Linked DNA regions of Mus musculus: region 2 is linked to region 1. Evidence: chromatin contacts called from public Hi-C data. All regions are on one chromosome and are shown on one strand. The core of a region is the stretch at or near the end of the contact, and the rest is flanking DNA. Distances in the headings are between cores, read along the strand shown.

Region 1 (7,819 bases), core at 1,764-4,263:
CAGAAGTCAGTTCTCTCCTTCCACCTTATAGGCTCCTACAGGGACAGGGACAATATGAAAGAAAGATGTGCCAAGACTTTTGACCCATTCAAAAATCTGAAGTACAAGTCCAAAGGATGAGTCCATGTTTTTAGCAAAAGTGACTTCAAGTTTCTGCAAAGCAACTACTATCACAGCCTGATGCCAGAGGTGACATAGCAAAGCTGGAGGGACAGTCCCTGTGCAGCTCAGTGCGCTCTAATCACTGAGCCATCTCTCCAGCCCCCAGTCTGGTATTTCATTGGCAGTATGTTTCATAGCAAGGATGGTGAGTGTGGGTGGAGTACTGACCTGCACCAGTTCATGAGAACTGACTGTGAGATTCCCAAGGATTCGGTGACCCTGTTGTTAACCGCAGCAATCCTCAAAGCATTATGGTACAATTAAGCAAATTATATTGCAGAGACAGTTAAAATTTAAAACCATCAGCTTTTCCACTATCGTACCACATTTTAAACTTTCTGCTGTACAGGTTACTTATGTCCAGTGCATCTGCCGGGCAGAAGCACACACAGTGGCTTGCTTTTCTGTACAACTCTTCCCAAATCCGTGTCTAGCTCTAGTGGCATCACGTTCATAGCTTGAAAACAGCCATATGGAATATTTACATTTCAGAACATCGAGTGTAAAGGCAAGTGTTACCCCAAGCCTTTTTCAATGCCTGACATCGCCAAGCGTTTCCGGTTTTGTTTACCTCATCAATTAAAACAGAACATCATTTTAAACTCACATTTCCTAGGTTGACATGAGACGGGCTTTCATATGTTCATGACTTGGAGTTTAATAGCATCTCTCGCTCTCATAAATACTACTTTTAAAATATGTCTGTACTTTCTGCTTAGTTAATACACAGGACCCCAAATACTTAGTTGGATTCAACGATGCAGAACCCACTCATATGGAGAACCATACCCTGTTTTAGCTATCAGTAGCTTAGAATGTAGCCCCTCCCCCACGTAACCAGACCTTAGAGAACAGATGAGAACATCCTTCCCATGGTCCACTTAGCACTCAGCTTCATACATAATGCGACTTACATAATTATTAATGAGTAATTAATTAACTGTACAAATGAGTAGGGATACAATGATATCTAAAGGATGATTAAGAAGCTACACAGATGTAGTCTGTCACCCACTGAACGGATCTTGAAACTGCCCCCTTTGAAGTGAGGGTGGCAGGACCTTTCCAGAATCTATCCCTGTTCATTTCCATCCCAAGTATAAAAGCAACAGATGCCCCCCACCCCCACCCCAGAGACCTGTGATCCCTGGAAAGACTATTTTTACACTCATGGTAGGTCGACTCTGTTTTGAACCTCAAAGCCACAAGAGTCCTGATCCATCGATGTATGGATGAGTTTTAAGATTGCTATTCAACATTCTTGACATGGAAACATAATATTGGAATTGCCCCCCTCAACTGCTTTAAGGAGTAGAAAGAGCCAGTAGGGGCGGCTCATGCCTGTATCTCCAACAATTGCAAGACTGAGGCAGGATTGCCATGGATTTGAGGCCAGCCTGGGCTACATAGTGAGCTCTGGAAAAGCCTGAACAAAACTGAAATCCTGTCTGAAAGAAAAAAAAAATCATGAGTATCAGAATCAAACCTCAGGGCCACCCAAACAGCTGTGTTGAAAAGGTCACTGACTTCTGTGTTCCTCTGAGACCTACTAAGTAGCATAACATTTAACCAAAGAGGATAGAAAAAAGCCTACGAAAGTCTCTTGCAGTTGTTCTAGGCTCTGCACACTAATTTATGGAGTCATAAGCCCAGCTGTGCCATCCATTTGTAACTAGAGACAGATTACTCTCATAATTCCGTTGTCTACAAAATGCTGACAGTAAAATTGTGAGAATTACATACGATAACGTTTATCATAACATAAACTCATGGAAGTCAGCGGCTGTGCTAACACCACCGGGGCGCTAGAGCGCGCTGCCGCCGCCGCGGTGGGCCGTCCTGCCTGAGGGTGCTCCAGGAGCGGAACGCCTCGCAGCGGCTTCGAGGCCGCTGACAAAGGAAAGGGCGGAGGGGGGGGGGTCAACGCCTGGAGGACTCGACTTGATGGAGGCGGGGCGAGAGAGGCATCAGGGGCGGGGCCTGCCAAGGAAGCCCGGACAGCGGAGACAAGGTCTGGAGAGTAGGCGTGACGGGGCGGAGCTAGTGGCGCAATGAGGGCGGGTCATGAGACGTGGCTCCTAACGGGGCAAAGCTAGTGGAACAGTGGGGCGGGGCGCGGTGTGACTGGAGCTGACTAGTCCACGTGGTTAGAACGCAGCCTGATTGGAGGAAGGCGGGTCGGTGAGGCGGGAGCGGAACCGGAACGCGTCCTGACAGGGGCGGAGCTCTCGGAGTAGTGAGGGCGGGACGCGGCCTGACTGGCACAGAGCAGTCAGCGTGTTTGGAACCAGGCCTGACGGGAGCTGAGCGAGTAGCGGGAGGGGGCGGAACCCGACCGAGGCCTGACAGGGGCGGAGCTCGCGGAGCAGCGGGGGCGGGGCGAGGCCTGGTAGAGGCGGAGTCCCGGTGCGGCCTGACGAGAGGCGGAGCCCACAGCTCGGCGAAGGCGAGGCCTGATCCGGGAGGGAGGAGCGGAGCGTCAGGGGCGGGCCGGAGTCCGGCTCCTGGAGCGGAGTGCGGTGGGGCTATGCAGGTGTGTTGCTGTTGCCGGTCCCGCCTCCACTTCGGCTCGGTGGCAGGCCGCGCGCCCTTTCGGAGCTAAGCTTAAGGCGGCGCTGACACGGGCGTACTCCGGTTTCAAAGTAAAACTGAAACCCTCCGAGGTGGCCTGACCTTCCCGGAGCCGGAAGGGCTGTCTAGTGACTGACGGGGCTAAGGGACAGGTGTAGTGGTGCTTTGATTCCGGACACGGTGGCGCGCCGGCTAGTGGCCTTTCCAGCTTTGAGGTCCTCTTGGAGGCGGGATTTCCTAGCTGGGCGGGGCGTGGATTATCTGATTAGGGGGCGGGCCTTTCCGATCCTGTACTCCAGGGACAAAACTGGGTGGAGGTCCTCTTGCCCTGGGACTGAACCTTTGAGCCGAGAGCGATCGAGCTAGGAATCCACATCTGTCGCCAGTGAAGTCCTCGGAAGCAGAGGTTGAGCCTTGGGGCTCTCATTTCTAGGGGGCTGAAAGAGGGATCCTAGACCCGGCAGCCACCTGAACTCTCCACTTCTCCCTGTAGATGGCTATGAACGGCAGGGCTCGGAAAGAGGCCATCCAGGCCACAGCCCGAGAGCTCCTGAAGTTCGTGAACCGGAGTCCCTCTCCTTTCCACGGTAGGTGACCAGGGTTAGGGAGGCTAGGAGTGGGAGTGACTTGACCAACTTCCATCGCTGAGAGAGCCCTTTTCCTACAGTCGTGGCTGAGTGCCGCAGCCGCCTCCTCCAGGCTGGCTTCCGTGAACTCAAGGAAACAGAGGGCTGGGATATCGTACCAGAAAACAAGGTACTAAGGGATAGCGTGGGGGCAGACACTATTGCAAAGGCCTGTGTCCCGGATCATAAAGCAACTCACGCCCCTGTCTTTCAACTCTCTCCCCCAGTACTTCTTAACCAGAAACTCCTCCTCCATCATTGCTTTTGCTGTGGGGGGCCAGTATGTTCCTGGCAATGGCTTCAGCCTCATTGGGGCCCACACGGACAGTCCCTGTCTCAGGGTAAGAAGTTAGGACTTGTTTGGACTGAAGGGAGGTGTGGGGGGGGGCGGTTGGGAAGAAGAGATCCTGGAGGTAGAGTTTGCAAGGCCCTATCCCAAGGTCCCGGGAAGAAGGTAGACCCGCCCCATGCTCTCATGTTCCCCACATACACTTTCAGCTGTCAACTGATGTGCTATCTGCTCTGTATAACTTACTGCCTGAGTCTCCCTTCCAGATGTTGTCTTTCAGACATTCCCTTTTTTCTCATTCTTACGCTCAGGTGAAACGCAAATCGCGCCGAAGCCAGGTGGGCTACCACCAGGTCGGTGTTGAGACCTACGGCGGTGGGATCTGGAGCACATGGTTCGACCGGGACCTGACCTTGGCTGGACGCGTCATTATCAAGGTGGTATCGAGGGGCTAGGAACTGGGGAGGCTCTCACTTCCGGCAGCCTGAAGCTTGAATGTCTTCCCATTTCTTAAGTGTACCAGTGAAGAGTCCTCGTGGGGAAGAGGGGACATGATTATTCTGGGTTTAGTAAGGGATTTTATCAGCTGGATTTGGGAGGTGCCCAGTTCTGACCTGGCCGGTTGGCCACAGTGCCCTACCTCAGGCCGGCTGGAGCAGAGGCTCGTCCATATAGAACGGCCCATCCTGCGCATCCCACATCTGGCCATCCATCTGCAGCGAAATATCAATGAGAACTTTGGGCCCAACACAGAGATCCACCTGTGAGTCCACATTCGAGCCAGGGTTGTGATGGCTGTGAGGGTGGGATATGGCACTGGGGAACAGAGGACCACCCCTTAGTGGTCAAGTTCCACGTTTGGAAACCAGTTCTATCCATTTGGGGAGTGCGCTGGGAATCAGTCGGAGGACTAGAAGTTCATGGCTGTCCCTCTCCCTTCTCTCAACCCATTTCCCCACAGAGTCCCTATTCTTGCCACAGCAGTTCAGGAAGAGCTGGAGAAAGGGACTCCTGAACCAGGGCCTCTCGGTGCCACTGTAAGAAGCTCCCCTGGCCCGGAGAGGGTGGGCAGAGGGGAGCAGACCAGTCCCCTAGAGGGGCAAAGGATGAGCAGGTCCACCTTCCAACATCCCCTGCCTTACAGGATGAGCGGCACCACTCGGTCCTCATGTCCCTGCTCTGTACCCATCTGGGCCTGAGTCCTGACAGCATCATGGAGATGGAGCTCTGCCTGGCAGACACCCAGCCTGCAGTAAGGAGTGGCTGTAGGCCCTCGTGGTGGGGTCCTCCAGGGTCCCTGTCAGCCATAGCATATCCCCGAAGCTCCTCAGTTAGTCTCATCCTTGTTCTTCCCAGTTGGTGGCACTTCCTCTGCTTTCAGTAGTTCCCAGATAAGCAGAGCATCTCCCCAGAAGACCGTCCTACTGAGACTGGGGGTGATGTGTGACATGGCCCCTGTCTGCTCTGAACCTCTGAGGGCAAGAGGCCTGGTGCCTTCCAAGTGCTAAGTAGGGAGCTGCTAGTCTTTGGCTCCTTGGTCCTATGTTTGTGTTAGCTGTTTTCTTCCTTTTAGTCGGCATTGTTTTGTTTTTATTAGACAGGGTTTCTCTGTGTAGCCCTGGCTATGCTGGAACTATGTAGACCAGGCTGGCCTCCAACTTAGAGGTCCGCCTGCCTCTGCCACCCAAGTGCTGGGATTAAAGGTGTGCCCCACCATCGCTGGCTGCTTTTCTTTTTTTTGGTGACTGACCACTTAGCCCTCCTTTGGCCTGCCCCTCTGAGACAAGTCAGATGCTGTAGGATGCCCTTTCCTGGCCTTCATTCTCTGCTGAACAGCAAGAATAGTTTCCTGAGCCAACAGTCAAGAGTTGCTCTGGCCCTTGGGAACAGGGAGAAGTGGTGAGGGCCCGGGCACTTAGGTGTTCCTCCTGTCTTTCTAGGTCCTGGGTGGAGCCTATGAAGAGTTCATCTTCGCTCCTCGACTGGACAATCTGCACAGCTGCTTCTGTGCCCTGCAGGTGAGAAGCCAGAGCAGCCCAGGCAGCACGAGAGCTGGGGAGACATGGCTGCTTAGCCAGGCCTTCACCCTGTTGGCACTGGGAAGGGCCCATGCACTGTAGCCTTGACATCACTATTACTGTGCTGCTCTGGGACCAGGAGCTGACAGTGTTCAGGGTGCCATGGTGTCTTTTACTTTTCCTTAATGACCTCTGTCTGAAAACAGGCCTTGCCACCATGAAAAACAATTCTCACTTTCTTCTGCTTCTCTCATTCTGCCTCTGACTTAAAGCTCCTCCTTGTCCCCTGCCAGCCTTCTTTGGGATCCTTGGGACCTCAGTAGGGCTGTCTGTACCTCTTGGTCACCTTCATGTTCTTCACTGTCTCTCTCCCCCAGTCAGGCTGTTTCTCAGCTTTCTACCCTTTGCCCCTCCTCTGCTTTCTAACCTGCCTTTCCCTGCCTGTCTGTGACTGGAGATAGGCTTTGGGTGGTAACTGTAGCTCCGGGGCCTGTGTCTGCTTCTGAGCCAGCCAGCTGGGTTGTTCATGGACATGTCTAGAGCTGTTAACAGAAGCCCATCAGTTTGACTGATCTTCATAATCATTGGCCTCCCAGGACTTATAGTTTCAGTCTGTCTTCAACATTATCCTCCTGCCTTCTGCATGGGAGTGTATGAGAGCAAATGCTCAGAGAATGGATTTACTTATCCCACTAGAAAGGTCCTACTCCACCTGCCAGGCAGGACCCTAAGAGAAAGGTTGCGAGAGCCCAGCCCACTTCCCTGGCAGGGCAGCATGTCCCTCCCAGGTCCTGGCAGACAAAGTTGTAAGAAGCAAAGGTCAGGGATAATGAGCCTGTCTCCTCCCCATCTAGGCATTGATTGATTCCTGTGCATCCCCTGCCTCTCTGGCCAGGGATCCACATGTGCGCATGGTCACACTCTACGACAATGAAGAGGTATGTGGAGGGCTGGGGCAGAGGTCCCTCAGTGGAGTAGTCAGTAACTGCCTGGTGGCCCACACTCAGAGCGAGCCAGGGCATTCTAGAGGCCCCAAAGAGGGAGGAAGGAGAGCTGCCAGTGCTCCCATAGCACTTGTTCCCTCCTGGCCCTGCATAGATTTTTATAATGGATTCCATAGCCTGTATTCTATGTGTACCTTGCTGCATTCCTACCCCAAGGATGGGGCCACTACACAGGTCATCCTTTCAGGTCTGTGGCTTGGCACATAGCGGGTTGTCAGCTATGTTGTTTAGCTGTAATCTTGAGATGCTATAGTGGAGCTTGACAGGTAGATGTTCTCTTTCATGTAACTCCCTGGGTCAGCTAGTGGTTTGGATAGGTCTCTGGTCTATTATGCTAGTTGGCTATTCCATCTCTGGCTATCATGTCTATACCCAGTCAGCAGTAAAGGAGAGGGCAGAGAGAATAGATGCCTTTGTCTTCAAGAGTGTGGTCTGGAAATGGAATTCATTATTGCTCACATTCACAGAACCCAGTGTGGCCACATTCAGTTACAAAGGAAACTGGGAATGCTGTCTCTAGCTGGGTAGTTAGTTATATAGCTTTAACACCTGCCTAGCCCTGGGTGTAAATGTGGGGGACCAGTGTGGAAACCTCCATCAGTAAATGCTATTTCTAGTCCATGAATGACTGGGAATTAGTCTGGCCCTAGTCTACTGTCATATGTTCAGAAAGGAGAGTCTCTAAGGATACTTCTCTCTACCAAGTGACTCAGGTGGATCCCGGGCCATCCTGAACACTTTTACAGTCCAGGCGCATGTCCAGATTCCCACAGTCAAATCTCTGCCATCTCCAGGTGGGGTCAGAGAGTGCACAAGGAGCACAGTCCCTGCTGACGGAGCTGATACTACGGCGCATCTCAGCCTCACCTCAGCGTCTGACTGCCTTCGAGGAAGCCATACCTAAGTCCTTCATGATCAGTGCAGACATGGCCCATGCTGTGCACCCAAACTACTCGTGAGTCTTCATACCAGACAGTACTTATGCTAGAGACGCGGCATAGCCCACTTGCAGGCTAGTTCCTGGGCCTGCCTTTCTCCATCTGCTGGGAGGTTCAGGAGTCTTCCATTTGATTATTCCAAGGCCAGACTTATGCAAAGCCATGTGTTGCCTAAGCCGGGTGTATATATTAAGTAAGCTTTGTCTGTGAC
Region 2 (7,819 bases), core at 2,373-4,872, about 18 Mb before region 1:
TCCAAACTGGGCTAGAGCAAAAAAAAAAAAAAACTTTAGAATATAATGATTTATTTGGTAAGGTGCTACAAAAGATAGATAGCAAGTCAAAAGTTTCTTTCTAGCTGGCTGTTGTGGGGCACCATTGTAATCTTAACACTCAAAAGACAGGAGGATTGCAAACTGGAGGCCACTTGGACTACACAGGGAGACCATGTCTCAAAACTGAAAGTTTCTTTCTGAATTGTGATTGTGTGTACTGTCTGTGTCTGATACTTAGAAGAGTAAGCTCCTGATTTCATGTATGCTAGATAAGTGTACTACATATGAGTTGAATGCCAGTATTCAAAGTTTTTCCTATCCCATTTAGGAATGGAAATAGGGGGAAATAGTAAGAATAAAATAAAAAGCAAACCGGGTGTGGTAACACAGCACTGGAGGCTGAGGTACAAGGATTACAAATGTGAGCCAACTTGGATTATTATGAGTTCTGGACTAGTATAGGCAACAAAGAAACCATGTCTCAAAACACTAAAATGCACAGGAACACATTTTAGGTTTTTTGTCTTGTTTGGTTTTAAGAGTCTTTATAATAAAAACTCAACTTAAACTGGCTACCTTATTTCAGTCTCTCAAATGCTGAGATTACAGGGATACAACACTATACTTGGCTATGAACAGATACAGAATTAAAAAAAAACAAGCCCTAAAATTATCAAGTCATTTTGTTTCTCCCAAATTGGTATAATTAATTCGATTCTAAACTGGAATCCCTATGGTATGTCTCCTTTCTTTAGGTATTGTATAAAATAATGGGAAGATAAACACTTGAGAGTAAAAATGTGGAGACTTGCCTTCACTACTATTATGTCATTTATTTCTAGCCACCATGTACAGGAAATGTCATGGGTATCTTTCTACATCTCTGTATCTCCTTAGCTTACTGACCCAAGTCCACAGCCATTTTGAGGTCCTAGGTCAGTTCAGACGAAAGAAGAGTAGTTTCCAATATCAGTTTCCTTTCTTTCAATAAGTACTGAGGGTTGGAGAGATGGCTGAGCTGTTAAGAGCACTGACTGTTCTTCCAGAGATTCTTGAGTTCAATTCCCAGCAACCACATGGTGGCTCACAACCATCTGTAATGGGATCCGATGCCCTCTTCTGGTGTGTATGAAAACAGTGTACTCATATAAATAAAATAATAAATAAATAAATAATAAGCATCCTGATGCACAACACAAGCACAGATTGGAGAATACATACAATGATTCTTCAATACAGAGATTGCTAGGCTATGAATGTTACCCTATACCCAAACATAACTTGTATTCTAGTCTCAATGATTTTCTAACAATGTATTAAACATAACAAAAAGGGGTTTTAGTTTTTGTTGTTTGGGGGGTGGGGCGGGACATGTAATAAGGAACCAGAAATCTTGCATTCAGGGCAAGCACTTGACCAAGTGAACTAACTACACATCCCTAGTAATGTCAAATGTTAACTGAAAGATGAATACTGAATTTCTAAAGCACTTGGTTTTTAGTGAGAAAACCTTGTCCATTAACATACTGCTAGGTACAGATCGAAGATCAGTTAGATCCCCCATATCAAAGATATATAGTCAAACTAGAATTTTATTCTTTCACATTGCATATTTCAGATGTCAGAAGTTATTAAGTTCCTTACACTTGACCCACGGCTTCTTTATATCAGAGAGTAACACTATCACCCAATTATGAGTCAAAAGATGACTAGGTGAACAAGACCCATTTTTGCAAGTGGCATTTATAATAATGGAATACTCAAAGGACCCATCATTCATGTACACAAATTTTTACATTTGTATACATTACCCCTAATCCCCAAAGACTCCTCAGTGTAGGATCCTGAAGAGCTTTTATCCAAAGAGCCTAGACTCTCTTGCCATTTAGATTTCTTAGATTTGAAGACTGTACAAGCACATTATGCAAGACAACACTCTTAATGGAGCTTGGAGCAGCAAGCCACAAACAAAGGGAGCTTAATTACATTCACGATTGATAATAGAGGGAGGCCCCACCTCCTTTCCCTAGGCTACCCAGCAAACCCAGAAGGAGAAGCTCTTGTTCTTTACTGACCTCTGGTGCTCTGTAAAGGGGGGGGGGGGGGGGACACTAGGTGGAAAAATGATAAAAAAGGATCAGGACAACTTTTAAAACTAAAAAAATCATCCCCAAAATTAGATATAGCAGCACACACTGACAGTTTGAATGCTGGGTATTGCAAAGAATTCCTGAATGGCAACTACCAGAAAAGCCATTGAAAATAAGGAGTCTCAAATTAGAAGCATCATGAAGAAACAGCCTTTATGACCTCTTCAAAACTCCTGTTTTTCCTTATGTTAACAAGACGGATTTTAAAAATGTATCTAAGATACTAAAACAATTTTCACTACTAAGGAAAAAAAAAAAAAAACAAAAAACCTAAGTTTTTTTTCTAGACAGGGTTTCTCTGTATAGCCCTGGCTGTCCTGGAACTCACTTTGTAGACCAGTCTGGCCTCGAACTCAGAAATCCATCTGCCTCTGCCTCCCAAGTGCTGGGATTAAAGGCGTGCGCCACCACGCCCGGTTGAAAACCTAAAACTTAAATCCCTTGATAGACAGTAGGGACCCCAATATTTGACGCCAGAGAAACACTTAAACCGTCTAAAGGATATCGAATCCAGTGAGAGTCCTAACTAATAACAAGCAGCGAACAGGAACTACACAACAGATAAACATTAGACAGAGAATGTTCGAGATTAACTGCGCTCCAGACACGAGGAGTAAACTGGGTTAAAACCAGCCATAGAGACCACAACGGTCTGAACTAGAAGTTCTATGTGTTGAAAGTCTGGAAACGTAGTACAGGACAAGGCAAGGCGCCACTAACAAATGAGGCCGGAAGATACAAAAGGGCCAGGCGTGGTCTGGGCCTGCGGTCCGCTTCAGAGTTAGACTTCATGGCTTCTCAGTCAAAGGCCTCCACTCCATGCTCCCTTTCCCGTGTCACTTACAGGGCTGCAGCCCTTTGTCTAGCGTCGCACTACCTCGGGGAAGGCCACAGCAGACAAACCACTCCATAACGCTCCTGTCACTGCCTTAAATTGGGGAACTTCATTAACATCCCAGGGTGACTAGTCCTTTTCATCCCTAGGACGAAATGGCACCGTTACGTGGGAAGATGGCCCCGCAAGTGCTTCGTAGATGTGAACCTAACGCCCGACTCTCCACCACATAGTATTTGGACTGTGCGCCATAACTTCACTGGGCCCAGCCACGCCCGCCCCAATGCCCTGGACCTGGCCAGCAGGATCACCCAGATGGGGGCCGCCCGTCCAGTTGTCCTCGAAGGGACGACGCCAGCCAGGCATCCATCGCTGGAGCCCCGGACTAAGGGTGCGGCCGCCCCTCCCCCACGCGCTCACTTCCGTACCCGTTATCACCGCCTAGGCGGCCCGGGCGAGGGCAGAACTCTAGCCCTTTCTCAGGACAGCCAGCTCAACTCGAGCCCGCGCGACAGTGGGTACACATTGCCACACACTTACCCGCTCACACGCCGGAGAACGCTCGTCAGGCGAGAGCACGGACCTGCCCCGCCCAGTAGAGCGCGCGCGAACAGATGGCGTCATCGCGCCGTCCCGCCCCTTGCCAACTCCTTCCTGGGCCCCGAGTAGTCCCCTCCTCCGCGGTTGCATGCAGAGCGCAAGCGTGGACGCGATCCTGCCGTCCGCCTCTGCGCAGGCGCTGTGCCCCTCCCACGGCGGTTGGCCATATAGAGGCTGGGGGCGGGGGGAGGTCAAGCGTAGCCTCTTCTCCTTTACCAAGATGGCGTCTTGTTCCTGTTTCGCCACAGTTCCTACCTTATGAGCTTGGATTCCTCACGCTAATAAAAGAGGAGCAGGTAACGAGATTCTCCGCTTTATGGGAAACTAGAGTTGTGGGAAGGATATTTACTAAGGAGGAATAAGGTGTCCATTGAGAGCGAGAGACGACCGGGGGCGGGCAGGTGGCAGCGTGAGTGCGGAGCAGTGAAGGGGAGGGAGCCCTTTGCCTCTATCCTTTCCTCCTGGAAGATGGCGGCAGCACCGAGCTAGGAACACCGAGCCGGGATAGGCGGGCGCTTGTGACTTGCCGGCGGGCATCTCTAGCCGCCTCTGCGGCCGTCTCTATGGCGGGCTGTCGTCCCGGGATTGGCTACGTGCTGGTCACGTGGGTCTCCCCCCCCCCATGCACACCATAGAGTGGTGCCTGTCCCTGGGGACGTGGCCTTCCTGTGTGGTCGTGAGCCCATGCCCCGCGGGGGAGGGCGGAGCCGGCACGGCCCCCTACCCTCTTTCAGACTGGGGCGGGCGGAGAGATCTGCGGCATGCCCTGCTCTCTGCGACCGGCTTGAAGCTGGCTGGGAAGGTGCAGTACTGGGCTGCGGCCTGGCTCGGGTTGTCCTTCCCTTCAATCGCAGGAGGTCCCCTGGCTGGTCAGCGATCGTAAACTCCTACCTTAGGCCTTTCACCAAGGCCTTTCTATAGGAAAACACCCTAGAGTACCTCCCCAGAGAAGAAACAGCAATCGCGCAACCCTAGTGGGTGATATGCACAGTGTCGGTATTCCGAACTGTTCTGACACATGCCTTGTTGTGAGGGAGTGGTTTTTTTGTGCGTTATTACTTTGAGTAAAGTATCCCAGTGCTCGAGGCTACACTGCATATCCTGTCTGAATTAGAAGATTGGAGGGTCGACTGGGCATGTGTTTGCATACGATATAACTGAACCAAAGGAGACTGTCTTGGGTTTTATTATCTTTACAGACAAGGATAAAGCATGGGGAAAATTGGAGGGTTATAATCTTCACTTACAACTTGGCTCGCCCTTCAGCTTTGGGTTTTGCTAGTCACCTTAAGCTCTCAAACAATGACTTCACATATTTGTTGGTGTCCATTTAAAGAGCCACTTTCTTAGTAACTTTCTGAAGCCCAGTTAAACCAGTCACAAAATTTTGTTTGAAGCTAGTAGTAGCTACAAGCTAAATTTCTATTATGGAATCGGGTGTGAATAGGAAAACACTGGGTGAAACCTATTGCTTAAGCTTACGTTTTGAAGATTTAAAGTACCCATAGGCTAAATTTGTTAATTATGTTAGCTATGGGGATACTTAAAAGCAGTCATTTAATGTAGCTCTAAAAGGGGCTTTGGGCTTTTGTTTTGTTTTTAAGTGAATTACTACTTATGGATTCAAAACAACTCTTAACCTATTATGACATCTTTAAACTTAGAGATAATGGAGCATATCTTTTCCAGTCTCAGAAATAGTATTTTTGAAAACCAGTTAAGTAATTTCCAATGGCACCCAAGCTTTGTTGGTAGCGTTGGTTAGAGGCCTGCACTGCTTAGACACTTACTTCATCTTGAGAATACCCGAAAGAGGCAGACAGGTCAGAATAGACAGGGACACACACAAGCAGATCCTTATTTTTTTCCTCTCTCTCTTGTGGGCAGGCCCACTTCTCAGTGGCCAAATAGGCTTTCAAGTACATTTCTTTTAGTTTTATTTTGACCTTCTAAATGTCTAATATCAGCCTAATAACCTCATTTCTTTAACATTAAAGAGCCGAGTGCCACACATGTTAGGGATTCTGGGGGTGCAGAGATAGAAAAACATCATTTTTCCCTTTTTTCTAGCTCTTTATGATTTCCTGTAGAAGATAACACTTGCGAAAGAAAGCTTATTTTGCAGGCTAATTTGTACCATAATGAGAGTATATAAAAGAAATAGAAAATAGACTATGATTACTTACTGCAAAGCCCATAGTGGAAATATGTAAAAGAGATAGGAAGTAGACTATGATTACTTGTTGAAAATCCTTCATAAAGAATGTGATTGTAAATCAGTAATCCAGCGCTTTGTATTGTGGAGTAATCAGCACTGTGTATTGAAAGATCAGGAGGTCAGTGTCAGCTCTTCTACATAGTGAGTTCAAGGTCTGCTTGACCTACAGGATACCCTGTCTCCCCGCTCCTCCCCCAAAAATATAATGGTCCTGAAACTGGAGTTTAAAGAATGATTACAGAGTATTTCCAGGTAGAGTTGGCAGGAAGGAGTGTTGTAAACAGAAAGAGTAGGGAAGGGAAGGTATAATATTATAGCCAATGGCATACAGCAAAAGGTTGAGAATTGGACAAACATATGGTTAACTTCTTGAATGGTAGAGGGCTTAGCTGAGATTGTATGAAGATGTCTTAATGGTGTATATTCAGTACCTTCTCAGTCTGACAGGTTGGACAGGATTATGACCATTGAGATGACCTATGATACTTTGTAAGATAGATTCTTCATTGCCAATATATGTATTTAGACAAATCTCACATAAAATAAAAAGCAACCTTTGAAAAGAAACAGCTACACACCAGAAATGGTAGAAGGTATGTGTCTATAATTCCAACACTTGGGAGGCTAATCAGGTAGATGTAGAGATTCAAGGCCAGCCTGGGCTACAGAGTATAACTATGCCTCCTAATACTTAACTTGATTCTAGAAGCTCTGTTAGCTCTGATGAACAGAAAGAGATGCAACACTCTTGATGAGTCGTGGCCACACTTAGTTCTTGTCCCAGGTTCTTTGAGACAGCGAAGGTGCTATGGCACTGGCATGGTCTGGTCTCTGTTGGCTTGGTTCCTATATCTCTCTCTTTCTTCATGGCTCTTGTGCTTTTTAGTGATAGCCTGTTGCATGATTCATAATAGACTGCAGTTGGATCTCCTTTCTGTGGCTCACACTGATCAGCTTACAGATAGCAAATTTAGCAAATGTTTGGAACCATTTCTATTGTATTGAGAAACTCCAAGTGGGCTGACAAACAGTGATTATCGGCCTTCTAAATCTCTGTCTTTTGGTGTCACTGATCTATGGGTGCCTTTGCTGACTTAGGTCATCTCCACATAGTCATTCCACCCAGGGTACATTTGTATAAATGTATGTGTAAGCACAGGATAAAAAGCTGTAATTCCAGCACTTGGGCAGTTGGAGCAGGAGGATCAAAGGTTCAAGCTTTGTTACTCTCAGCTACATGTTGAGTTTTGATAAGATGGTCTTTAAAAAAAGTTATAAATAATGCTTTGGCAAACAAAACAATCTCATATTTAAGCATAGGTAGAGGCAAAATGGTTATTCTTTACATGTTATGTAATTACTTAATTGAGAAATTAGTCAAAGCTGTTGGTAACAAGATTTTAAGTAAATATCTACAAATTTAGATTTATGTTTTGTACTTTTTTTCTTTTTTCTTTTTTTTTTTTTTTTTTTGAGACAGTGTCTCTGTGTACCCTTGGCTGTCTTGGAAATCTCAGTGTAAACTAGGTTGGCCTGCTTCTATTTCCTGAGTGCTGGGACTAAAGTCATGTGCCACTATACCCAGCTTTAGATTTCTTATATGTACCAGTAATTAAGTAGAAAATAAAATACGAATAAGACATGGTGAGACACTTCTGTAATCTTAGTGCTCAAGAGTCACTGACACACACACCAAGAAAATCACTCTGATTACTCTCCATAAATAAATGTGAACATATAAATGTGCACAAACACATATGCCTACATACATGTGGATGTTAAATCTATAGCATATATGAAAAACCTAAAAACATTTTCTTCTTATAAAGTCTATGTTAGATGATTGTAGAGTAATTCTTCCATAGGTAGTAACTTGTTTTTTTTTGTTTTTTTTAAGATGTTACATTATTTTTAATTATGTATATGGTGAGAGGCCATGTTCTAGTGAGTCCAGGTGTCCAGGGAATGATCCAACAGCATTGGATTCCTCTAGAG

Evidence for each region. Hi-C and Micro-C count contacts between places; a contact is called where the count stands out from the background.
Region 2: a Hi-C map of CD8 T cells shows a contact between it and region 1, with 6 times the contacts expected there. The contact joins the promoter of Septin2 here to the promoter of Dnpep in region 1. A contact is called at or near these places in 1 of 484 Hi-C or Micro-C datasets (CD8 T cells) and 1 of 9 other capture datasets (liver).

Annotation. Positions count from the first base shown.
Region 1 is chr1:75,312,211-75,320,029 of GRCm38.p6, reverse strand. It overlaps Dnpep (aspartyl aminopeptidase), which reads left to right and starts at 3,013. Exons shown (of 15, transcript NM_016878.4): 1 at 3,013-3,139; 2 at 3,227-3,320; 3 at 3,401-3,489; 4 at 3,587-3,700; 5 at 3,960-4,085; 6 at 4,281-4,411; 7 at 4,610-4,685; 8 at 4,793-4,900; 9 at 5,589-5,666; 10 at 6,521-6,604; 11 at 7,465-7,625. The coding sequence starts at 3,227.
Region 2 is chr1:93,474,796-93,482,614 of GRCm38.p6, reverse strand. Septin2 (septin 2) reads right to left here and starts at 3,622. Exons shown (of 13, transcript NM_010891.2): 1 at 3,547-3,622. It also overlaps a transcript of Hdlbp not described here.